Linked DNA regions of Mus musculus: all the other regions are linked to region 2. The links are chromatin contacts, called in public Hi-C and HiChIP or PLAC-seq maps. All regions are on one chromosome and are shown on one strand. Each heading gives the region's core, a stretch centred on a gene start, on an enhancer-like site or on the middle of the called end of the contact. The rest is flanking DNA. Distances are from core to core; before and after follow the strand shown. Region 1 has its middle 8.0 kb from the start of Gm39755. Region 2 has its middle 26 kb from the start of Gm23118. Region 3 has its middle 14 kb from the start of Gm39755.

Evidence for each region. A called contact is a pair of places that touch in the nucleus more often than the background predicts. HiChIP or PLAC-seq counts read pairs in DNA pulled down with a chosen protein or histone mark.
Region 1: a contact with region 2 is called in a FOXA1 HiChIP or PLAC-seq map of pancreatic cancer cells. The contact joins two enhancer-like sites. A contact is called at or near these places in 2 of 15 datasets of contacts at CTCF or cohesin (the NIH/3T3 cell line and embryonic stem cells), 12 of 484 Hi-C or Micro-C datasets (the AML12 cell line, the N1E-115 cell line, adipose-derived mesenchymal stem cells and 7 more), 4 of 115 datasets of contacts at active chromatin or transcription factors (the NIH/3T3 cell line, embryonic stem cells, fibro-adipogenic progenitors and 1 more) and 1 of 9 other capture datasets (embryonic stem cells).
Region 3: a Hi-C map of the N1E-115 cell line shows a contact between it and region 2, with 2.2 times the contacts expected there. The contact joins two enhancer-like sites. A contact is called at or near these places in 1 of 15 datasets of contacts at CTCF or cohesin (the NIH/3T3 cell line), 2 of 484 Hi-C or Micro-C datasets (the N1E-115 cell line and embryonic fibroblasts) and 1 of 115 datasets of contacts at active chromatin or transcription factors (embryonic stem cells).

What each region holds. Positions count from the first base shown.
Region 1 is chr2:5,093,899-5,097,053 of GRCm38.p6, reverse strand. No RefSeq gene overlaps it. Among named protein-coding and RNA genes, the nearest start is that of Gm39755, 8.0 kb to the left of the region's middle. Within about 2 kb of position 1,548, at least 28 of the 459 cell types and tissues checked have an H3K27ac peak or open chromatin away from gene starts, as enhancers often do. A contact at or near this core is called in embryonic fibroblasts and pancreatic cancer cells, where this site is marked.
Region 2 is chr2:5,284,914-5,287,949 of GRCm38.p6, reverse strand. No RefSeq gene overlaps it. Among named protein-coding and RNA genes, the nearest start is that of Gm23118, 26 kb to the right of the region's middle. Within about 2 kb of position 1,584, at least 92 of the 459 cell types and tissues checked have an H3K27ac peak or open chromatin away from gene starts, as enhancers often do. A contact at or near this core is called in the N1E-115 cell line, embryonic fibroblasts and pancreatic cancer cells, where this site is marked.
Region 3 is chr2:5,115,665-5,118,926 of GRCm38.p6, reverse strand. No RefSeq gene overlaps it. Among named protein-coding and RNA genes, the nearest start is that of Gm39755, 14 kb to the right of the region's middle. Within about 2 kb of position 1,831, at least 49 of the 459 cell types and tissues checked have an H3K27ac peak or open chromatin away from gene starts, as enhancers often do. A contact at or near this core is called in the N1E-115 cell line, where this site is marked.

The DNA.
Region 1 (3,155 bases), core at 299-2,798, 190 kb after region 2:
CCGGGGACCTAAAGGTAGGAGGATCATACCTAAAGGCCTAAAGGCATTTAATATCATGCCTTTCTGCTTAGTGAGTTCAAGGACAGCCTGGGTTACATGAGGTCCTGCTTTGAAACAACAAGCAGGTGGGGGAGCAGCAAGACCCCAACACTTGATGCTGGTGGGCCATTGTTTGCAGTTCCAGATCAGATGCTGAACCTCAGCTCTCTGCCTCAATTATCTTGCCTCTAATTATCTTGCCACATACAGCCACTGAGTGCCACATCCGGCACTTTACATTGTAAAGTACAGGGCACCTAATATTGCCACAGCAGCTATCACCATGTTATTCTTCCTTCAAAATCTGGGTGACAGTCATTGGGGGAATGACGACACTGAGCCACAAGATGAACTTTTGATATCCTGAAGCTCCTTTGGGGTTGGAGGGGAAACCTGAGCTAGCAAGGATAGGGAGGTCGCTGGGAGCCGTGAGGAGACAGGAGGTGGGGGGCAGTGTCCCAGACCCTAGAGGTGAGGGGGTAAGGTGAAGAGGATTGCAGAAGATCAGCCATGATTCTGAGAGGGTCAATGCTCAATGGTCAGGACTAGACAGTTCTACCTGGACAATTAAAGCACAGTGTCCTGGCACAGTAACCAGTGCTTCCCAGCACGGAGTGTGACAGGACTCATACCTCTGGGTGCCTCCTGCAGAAGACATACGGAGCTGTTCACCTAAGCATGAGGTCCCTCTTATGGGACCTCAGGGAGAGCCTGGATATGCAAGCTACTGAATCAATGGTAGCTCCAGGTATGGATGCCGAGGTCCTGGCCATGCCCTGTACCACTGAGGTACACCCTTAGCACTGTGACTGTTTATCTATGACTCACTTATATGTACTGATAATATGCTGAGTGCAGCTTAGACTTAAAAATGGGCACAAAGAGATCTGGTATATGGCATTGTGCCTATAGTTAGCACTGTATTCTGCACTTAGAGATGTCTCAGCACTTGGGATGAAATTAAAGCAGGGGGATTACAAGTTTAAGGCCAGTGAGTCAATAAGAAAGAAAGAAAGAGACGGAGAGAGAGAGAGAGAGAGAGAGAGAGAGAGAGAGAGAGAGAGAGAGAGAGAGAAAGAAAGAAAGAAAGAAAGAAAGAAAGAAAGAAAGAAAGAAAGAGAGGAAAAGAGGGAAGGAAAGAGCGAGAGAGAGGGAAGGAGTAAGGGAGGAAGAGAGAGAGACAGACAGAGGGAAGGTGGAGGGGAAAGGAAGAAATAGTTTCAGCTTCGTACTGAAACTAAATGAAACACACACAAATCAAAGTTGAATTTTTTCCCCCTTCACCCTCAAGTCTGGCTATCCCTGATCTCTTACATGGGAGATGGGGACAGAGTAGAGGGTTTTCCCTCACACCTCAAAAGGATGGGAAAACCCAGGGCTGCAGACTCAGGTTGGAGTCAGAGCACTTGTCTAGCAAGCCCAGGGTTCAGTCCCTGTTGTGTGGGTTGGGGAGGTGGATTAAAAGGCAATTAAACTCGTTCTTTTCCTCAAACATGAGCCATCTGAAAACAGTGCCAGATGAGTCACAGTCTCATTGTTGTTTTTAAACTGATGTAAAACACATATCCCAAGTTATGTTATGTTATTCAGTAGGTTTCCTCCTCAGTAGAGTTGGGGTAATCACATCTTTTAAATCAGTAAATGATGTTATCAAAATAATCCTCATCTTTGAAATCTCACAAAAATTTCTATTTTACAATTTGCCCTGACTATCAAGGCTGCAAGAATAACATTTCCTATATATTCAAATCACTAACAGCTACACAACCTCCCCAGCCCCACGGAAAAGAGAAAAGAAACACCATCACATATGCTTGGCTAAGGGCTAAGTTATTCCAGGAGCCAAAAATAAAATAGGCAAATTGTTAGCACTGATGTAACACAACTGTAACCTCAGCATCACTGTGTCATGAGCAATGACTGTTAGAACACAGGGCTGGGTGCCCAAGGGCTGGTGGTAGCTGATCAGCAAGACTCTGTTTTCCTTCTCCATCTGCACTGCCAGCTCACGCTGTGCACCGCTCCACATGCACGGTGTAAGCATTCTTAGAATCCCAGCAAACTCGCCTCTGGATTTAGAATATAAAGGTTGCTCTCTGTGGTGGTTTGAATGAGAATGGCCTCCATAGGCTTATATATTTGAATACTTGGTCCCCATCTTATGGAACTATTTGGGAAAGATTAAGGGGTGTGGCCTTGTAGAAGGGGGTGTATTGCTGGGTATGAGAGTTGAGGTTTCAAAAGAGTCTTCTTGTCTCTTGTGTCTCCCTCTCTCCTCTCCCCTCTCCCCTTTCCCTCTCCACCCCCCTTCTACTTTCTGATCACACTGTAAGCTCTCAGCTATTCCTATGTTCCACCATCATGGACTCTAACCCCCTGAAACTGTAAGCCCAAATTAAATACTTTTTTCTTATGTAAGTTGCTTTATAGAGTTTGTCAGAGGAGGAAAAAAAGTAACTAAGACGTTGTTGGTTTTTTGTGTCATTGAGTACTTCATGGACAAGGGATACAATCATTGTGCTCAGCTATCTCTGTTGGTCTTCCAGTATCTGCCCAATAGACAGAAGTTGGTGGCTATATAGGTAGGAGAGTTAAAGTCTGGAAATGGAAGCTGTTGGTAATCATTAATTTATATAATAATATATGAAGAACCCAAATTAAAGCTTTTTGCAGAAGTCAGAGGTAATGAAATCGTGATGACTGCCACTTCTCCGATCGAGAGATTTTGATTAGCCTGAAGGACACTTGAGATTCATTTGTCACTTGCAAACCTAAAGCTGGCAACTCATTTGTATTCCACTCAACTCAACCTCTCTTGGTCCAGGTACACCATGGGCAGGCATGGGGGTCACACGGCATTATTCTGCATCCTGTGTACAGAAGGAGCTGTACTGGGGAGGGCTGCAGAGCTCGGCTCCTCAGCCCCGCTGTGGCCAGCTGCCTTGGCTGTTCCTCTCAGCACTTTCCTTCTCTCCTGCCTGCCTCCCTGTGAGCTCCTGGCTTCCTGGAAGGTGATTGCTTCCTTCTCTGCAAACCCTCAAGCTCCTCACCAAGTAATACTCATCTTCTGTGTGTTGCTCAAGCACACATGTGATATGCTCACACACATGTGATAT
Region 2 (3,036 bases), core at 335-2,834:
GTCATGTCCCCAATACTACCCAACAGATTCAAAGGTGGCAGTAGAAACCCTAGAAGCCAAGGGAAAACTTGAAAGAAAAGCAAGTTTCTCCAAGGCCTCCTGTAGATACAATACAGCCCATGGGCCGCTTAAAGCACTGAGAGAAGACTGGAGTGTCTCTCCATGGTTCTCATTTCCTCTTGCAGTGGGTTTTCTAGCTCAACTCCCTGGCCACCCACAAGCCCAGCATTAGCAGATTAGAAACTTGTTCTTTATTCATCTCTCCCCTCTTCTCAGGTTGTTCCATTCATGACATTTTCTGACAGAGTGTCATAAAATAGACATAGAGTCCCAACTATTCATATCTAGACTATCATTCATGACTTCCTATACAGCAGGTGCTGCTCCAAGTACTAAAGATACAGCAATGAGCACTGTTGGCGTGCACTCAGACACACGCATACACATGTGCACACACATGCACACAGAAACACAAATGCACACAAAGAAAGAGACACACAAAGAAAGAGACACACTCATGTTCATGCACATGTGCACACAGACATACACTCATGTTGTCGTGCACAAATACACTCACTTGTCATGCACAAGTACACACACACACTTCTCTTGAGTTTCCAGTATGCCTTACCCGCTTTCATTTCAGACCTTTTATTCCTTCAGTATTTGTCAGAACATTTGGCACCAGTGGAAGAGCTAGATTTTCAAGTTCTCCATCCAGGACAAAGACTTCAGTCTGGGAAAGCTTTAAGCAAGCTCCCCAGTCTCCAGAGACATGGCTGTATGAAGCAACTTTCCAGCACTGGTGATCCCGTAAATCTTCCCCATTGTATCCCATACAGAAGCCCAAATCAGTGTGCGCTGGAGATTTCTGTTTAAATACTGTCTGGGATCACTGAGTGGCCAGACATTATCTAGTCCTGTTTCATCACCAGCCAAAATCTCCATGTTTCTCATGGTGCCTCCCCCCACCTCAGCCGCTGAAAGAGGGTCTTGGAGGCCAAGGGACTGCATAGTCCTGGTCCCTGAGGTGCCACCAGCAAACTCCATGATCCTGGATGGTTCATTTAAAGTGCATCAGTAAAATGCCTTGGGGTCCCAGTGTTCCTCGTGGATGTTTGCCTTTGCCTAGAGAGAAAATAAAAGGGAGGGGGGAGGTGTTCCCAAGTCAGGTGTAAGCTGTTCAAATCCTGAGTAATATGGGAAATTTCCAGTTGAACCTGCAAATTTCAGGGTTTGGATCCCAGCCCAGAGCAGGAGGGTAGGTTGTCTGAGTCACTGTGAAGTGCACATTTCCTGCTATTTCTTTCCAAGTCCATGTTAAAGTAACAAGCTCAAATGTGAACATTAACAATGATGACTCAGGCCCAGGGAATGTTGGTAGCATGACTCTGGTTTTAAATAACAGAAAAAACAGGGCTTTTCTTGTCTGTTTGTTGACAAAAAGTCAACAAGAGATCATTAATCTAGTTCACTGGTCTCTAAACAGTATTTTTTTTTTAACGTGTATGAGCGTTTTGCCTAGACATGTGCATGTATCACGTGTATGCCTGTGTACCCACAGAGGTTAGAAAAGGGCACTGGAGCCCATAGAACTGGGTGCCTCTGAAGGTTGTAAGCCACAGTGTAGGTGATAGGACCTAGCCCAGAGCCTCTGAAAGAGCAAAAAGTGTCTAAACAAGTTTGATAGATAATGCATCCTGATGGTAAAAATATTTTGAGCATGCTCTAAATAAATGGCTATTCATATATATGAATATTATAGAGGTGTACTACTCTGCTGATTAGCATATAAAACACACACAAAGTAAATTAAAATGACGAGATTGAGGGGAGAAAAATCACCCAGAGACAAAACTTTATTGTTTTTATTTTTGTACCAATTGGAGGGTTCTATTTTTTTATCCTTTTAATTTCAGTTGAAATGTTCATTATAAGTCTAAGTCTAATTATCTAAATTCTTTGTTTTAACTGAAAGGGCTGTGGTGTAAAAATATACAGACCTAAATGGGATGTGTTGTTGAGAGTGCTTGTAATTGGGGAGTCAACCCAACACTATCTGAACGTTTAAAAGACTGAAATTAGAACCACCACCACTGGTGTTTCCTTCTCTCCTGTGGTGGTTTGAATGAAAGTGACCCCCTATTCAAGCTCATAGGCTTGAATACTTTATCCTCGGTCAGTAGAACTGTTTGGGAAGGATTTGGAGGTGTGTCATCTGAGTAGGCTTGAGATTTTAAGACTTCTGCCACTCCCACGGGTTCTCTGGTTTGAGATGCAATGTCTCAGCCTTCGCACTTCCATCATGGACTCTAACCCTCAGGAACTATAAGCCTAATTACATGCATTCTTTTATAAGGCACCTTGGCCATGTGGCTTATCACAGCACTGGAAAAGTAACTCAGATACCTACCACCATCCTTTCCTGTGTCTCCCACTGAGGATGTCTCTAAGTTGTTACATAAATGTGCTGGCTAGTCTCACAAGCTAGAGTTATCTAAAAGGGGGAAACTGAGAAAATGTCTCAAGATCCAAACATAAGTCCTTTTCTTAGTTATTAATGGGGGAGGGCCCACCCCATTGTGGGTGGGTGGTCTGTGTTCTCTAAGAAAGCAGCCTGATCAAGCCAGTAAGTAGCATCCCTCTATGGCCTCTGCATCAGCGCCTGCCTCCAAGATCCTGCCCTGTTTGAATTCTTGTCCAATGTCCTTTAATGATGAACAGTGATGTGGAAGTGTAAGCCAAATTAACCCTTTCCTCCACAACTTGCTTTTTGGTCATGGTGTTTCTTCACAACACTAGAAACCCTAACTTAGTTAATAAACATCTATAATGCAATCAACATACAAACAGTCCCTCAGAAAGAACCTATTCACCAAATAGGTAAATATTGAGCCTAATGTCTCTATTTTAAACTTTAAATAAAAACTTAAATTTCTTAAAGTTCTCAATGGAATAGAAACCATCACATATAGACCAAGGGTTTTCTCTTGGCTAAATTACTCCAAAGAAGTTGGAATTTCCTTTTTTTTTTTT
Region 3 (3,262 bases), core at 582-3,081, 170 kb after region 2:
GCAAGAAGGCTTATCAAGTAAAGATAACAAGCCTGACAACATACATTTGACACACATGGTATCAGGAAAGAACAAACTTTAGCAAGCCGTCCATATGAGGGGGAGGACGAGGATGAGGTTGAGCTTGAGGAGGAAGGAGGAGGAAGAGGGGGAAGAAAGCATTTCCGGAAGAAAAGCCTCGATGTACAAGAACTCGTGAAGACTGTGCATGCATCAGTCAAATGTGTGTTCTCCTGTCAGTGTCAGCCATGCCAGAGTCAACATGGAACAGAACCCACAGGTGCAATGCCAAGGAGTGAGGCTCACTGAGCAGACTCACCAGAGACTTCCAGTCCTTCAAATAAAGTCTGATTTTTTTTTATTATTAAATAAATGATGTAGATTTCACTGTCATTTTTAAAACCCTTCTGTTGGGGCTGGAGAGAGGGCTCAAGTTGAGAGTAGCTTGTTGCTCTTGCACGAGAGTTCAGTTCCCAGCATCTTAGAGCTACCTCTTACTCCAGGTCCAGAGGACCCAACATCCTCTTCTGGATTTTGTAAGCATCTCTAAGCCAGAGAAAACACACACAAACACACATGTACACATAGATTTTTTAAAAAGGGTTTTGTTAGCAGTAAGACAAGTAATAAATTTTTACATTTTTTTTTCATTTGGGCTTCCAGAAGCTATACTTATCAGATGCGTTTTATTTTGTTTGCCATGACACCTCACCTGCACATTGGGTGGCTGTGGACTGAGTGGTCTTTTCTGACACCAATTATTCTCCAGCCTGAGGAGAGCCTGTGCTCTGTTTTTACACTCTGAGTCTTGCTGTCAGGTCAAGAGCCCTTTGCAGATGAGGAATGAGTCATAAAACAGAATCTGGGCTCAGCTAGTTACTGGAAATAACACCATCATAACACCAAGCACCAACTCGTCCTGATGGGTATTATACTTTATTTTCTTCTCCTCTTAATCTTTAAGAAGAATTAAGGTTACTCTCTCCCTAGCTCTGTAACTAGATGGTTACAGTTAGGTGTGTCTTGAAATTATATACAAGAACACTTTCCTTGTCAACCCTTAATAACCTACAGCTTTTACAAATTGCTTCCTTTATTTTTGTTTTGTTTTGCCATAGTTTCTACAGAAATTAATTCTAGAGGCCTGTAGTCTTTACCTGGAACATTTTGAACGAGAGCGTAGTTTTCAGATCGAGAATGACTTCGTTCTCTGCCACACGGTCAAGCTTTAAATGAGCGTTATGGAATACAGGTGTTACGGGTATTAGAACACTGTGCAATTTGTGCTGTGGTTGGATACCTGGAAGAGGGGGGGTGATTTTCAAAAGCAAGAGGGGGTAATAAACCTGAATTGACTTCAGTTCTCCAAAATTTAGGAAACACTCTACATTCTGATCTAATCCTTAATGAAACTACAGGTAATGCATTTAAAGGGATTTAAAATGGAGCCAAGAAGCATATACACTAAATGTACTGTACCCCACCCCCAGAGGCTCTGTTTAATCTCTTAATAGTCGCTGTAACCCAAGCCTTTTCTCCACTCTAGCAGGAATCTGACAGTCCTGTTCATTAAACTCTCTAATCAAAATGCCTCCAGAGAGCCAGCGATTGCAACAGTGCTGTCTGGGGTGGCTCCTCCACCCCCAGGGTGCAGTTCCCAACTTTCTACTTCCTCCTGGTGAACAGATCTCTCCTTTCCCCAGACCTGAAATTTCCTTTCCCCTCACGAATCTTCATCAGCAATTAAACAAAGGATACCTCCTCCTCCCCAGGGCTCCACCACTGCTCCCTTTGTTTCCATGGCAATCTGGGCACTTCATACAGAACTTTCAAAGGCTGCTTTGGTATTAGCTGTACTGATGGTCACTTGGAAACAAAAGTGCTGGGAAACAGAGGCTAGTGTGGCAGTGAGCTGGATGGCTGTGGTGGCTGGGAGGTGGGGAGGAGGGAGCACCAGGGATGACCTTAGAGAAGGCTCAGTGTCTAGCCTTGTCAATTCCTCTGCCAGTGGACATTTCCCAGAACCCAACACTTCCGGAGGAGAGGCAATCCCTCCACCGCAAATTCTTCCGATGGACGCTGTCACATTCTGAAGAGGCTAATTAGAACCAGACTCAACCATCAAGAATGGTTTTCATTTGTCATATTTTATCAGGAAATTCTATACAACCTTTAAAAATGTGGCATCTTCCTCTCTGTCCCTTTCTCGATGTCTCCTCATTGTCCTAAGACACTAAAACACCAATCATTAATTCACTGATAGCTATTGTTCTCCCAGCATTCCCCAGTATCTGATAGGTCCTGATCTCATTGACTCAACTCAGTCCAACAATAAGAGCTGTTATATTGACCCCATTTTATTGATAAAGAGCTGAGCATCCCCATGTCAAAAGGTCACAGAACATAGTCTAATGTGAGTGAATCAGGGCACTTGGGAAGTTGAGCAATCTCCCTGCAGCATCCAGTTGGTTCCCTTACTCACTTCCCCAACTTCCTAATCAAAGCAAAAGCTGCTTCTGCTGTGCTTCAGGAACCTGTTTCCTTTTACCCAGTTCAGTTAGAGAAACGACCCAAAGGAAATCTATTCATTTCAGCTTGGGGACTGGGGAGACAGCTTAATTGGTAAAGAGCTCGCCTTGCAAGCATGAAGACCTGTGTTTGATCCCAAGAGGTTTTTGTTTTGTTTTGTTTTGTTTTGTTTTGTTTTGTTTTGTTTTGTTTTGTTTTTAAGCCAGAGACAGGTTTGGTAGTGTGTATTTGTAATCCTCAACAGAGGGATTTCTGGGACTCACTTACCAGCCAGCCTAGTCTAAGTTCAAGTTCAGTGAAAGGTAAGAAGTTGTCTCAGAAAGAAGGTGGGACCAGTAAGGGGATGGGGAAGTGCTTGCCCCCAACCCCAGTGATCTAAGTTTTAACCCCAGGCTCCAAGTGGTAGGAGAGAGACAGCGCTCTCAAGTAGACCTCTGACCTCTACACACATGATGTGGCATGTGCACATGCACACACAGATACAGACACACACTCTCTCACACACACATACACACACACTGAATATAAATGAACAAATAAATGTGATAACAAAAGAGGGAGGATGGTACCTGTCTTAGTCAGGGTTTCTATTCCTGCACAAACATCATGACCAAGAAGCAAGTTGGGAAGGAAAGGGTTTATTCAGCTTACATTTCCACACTGCTGTTCATCACCAAGGAAATCAGGACTGGAACTCAAACAGGTCAGGAAGCAGGAGCTGATGCAGAGACCA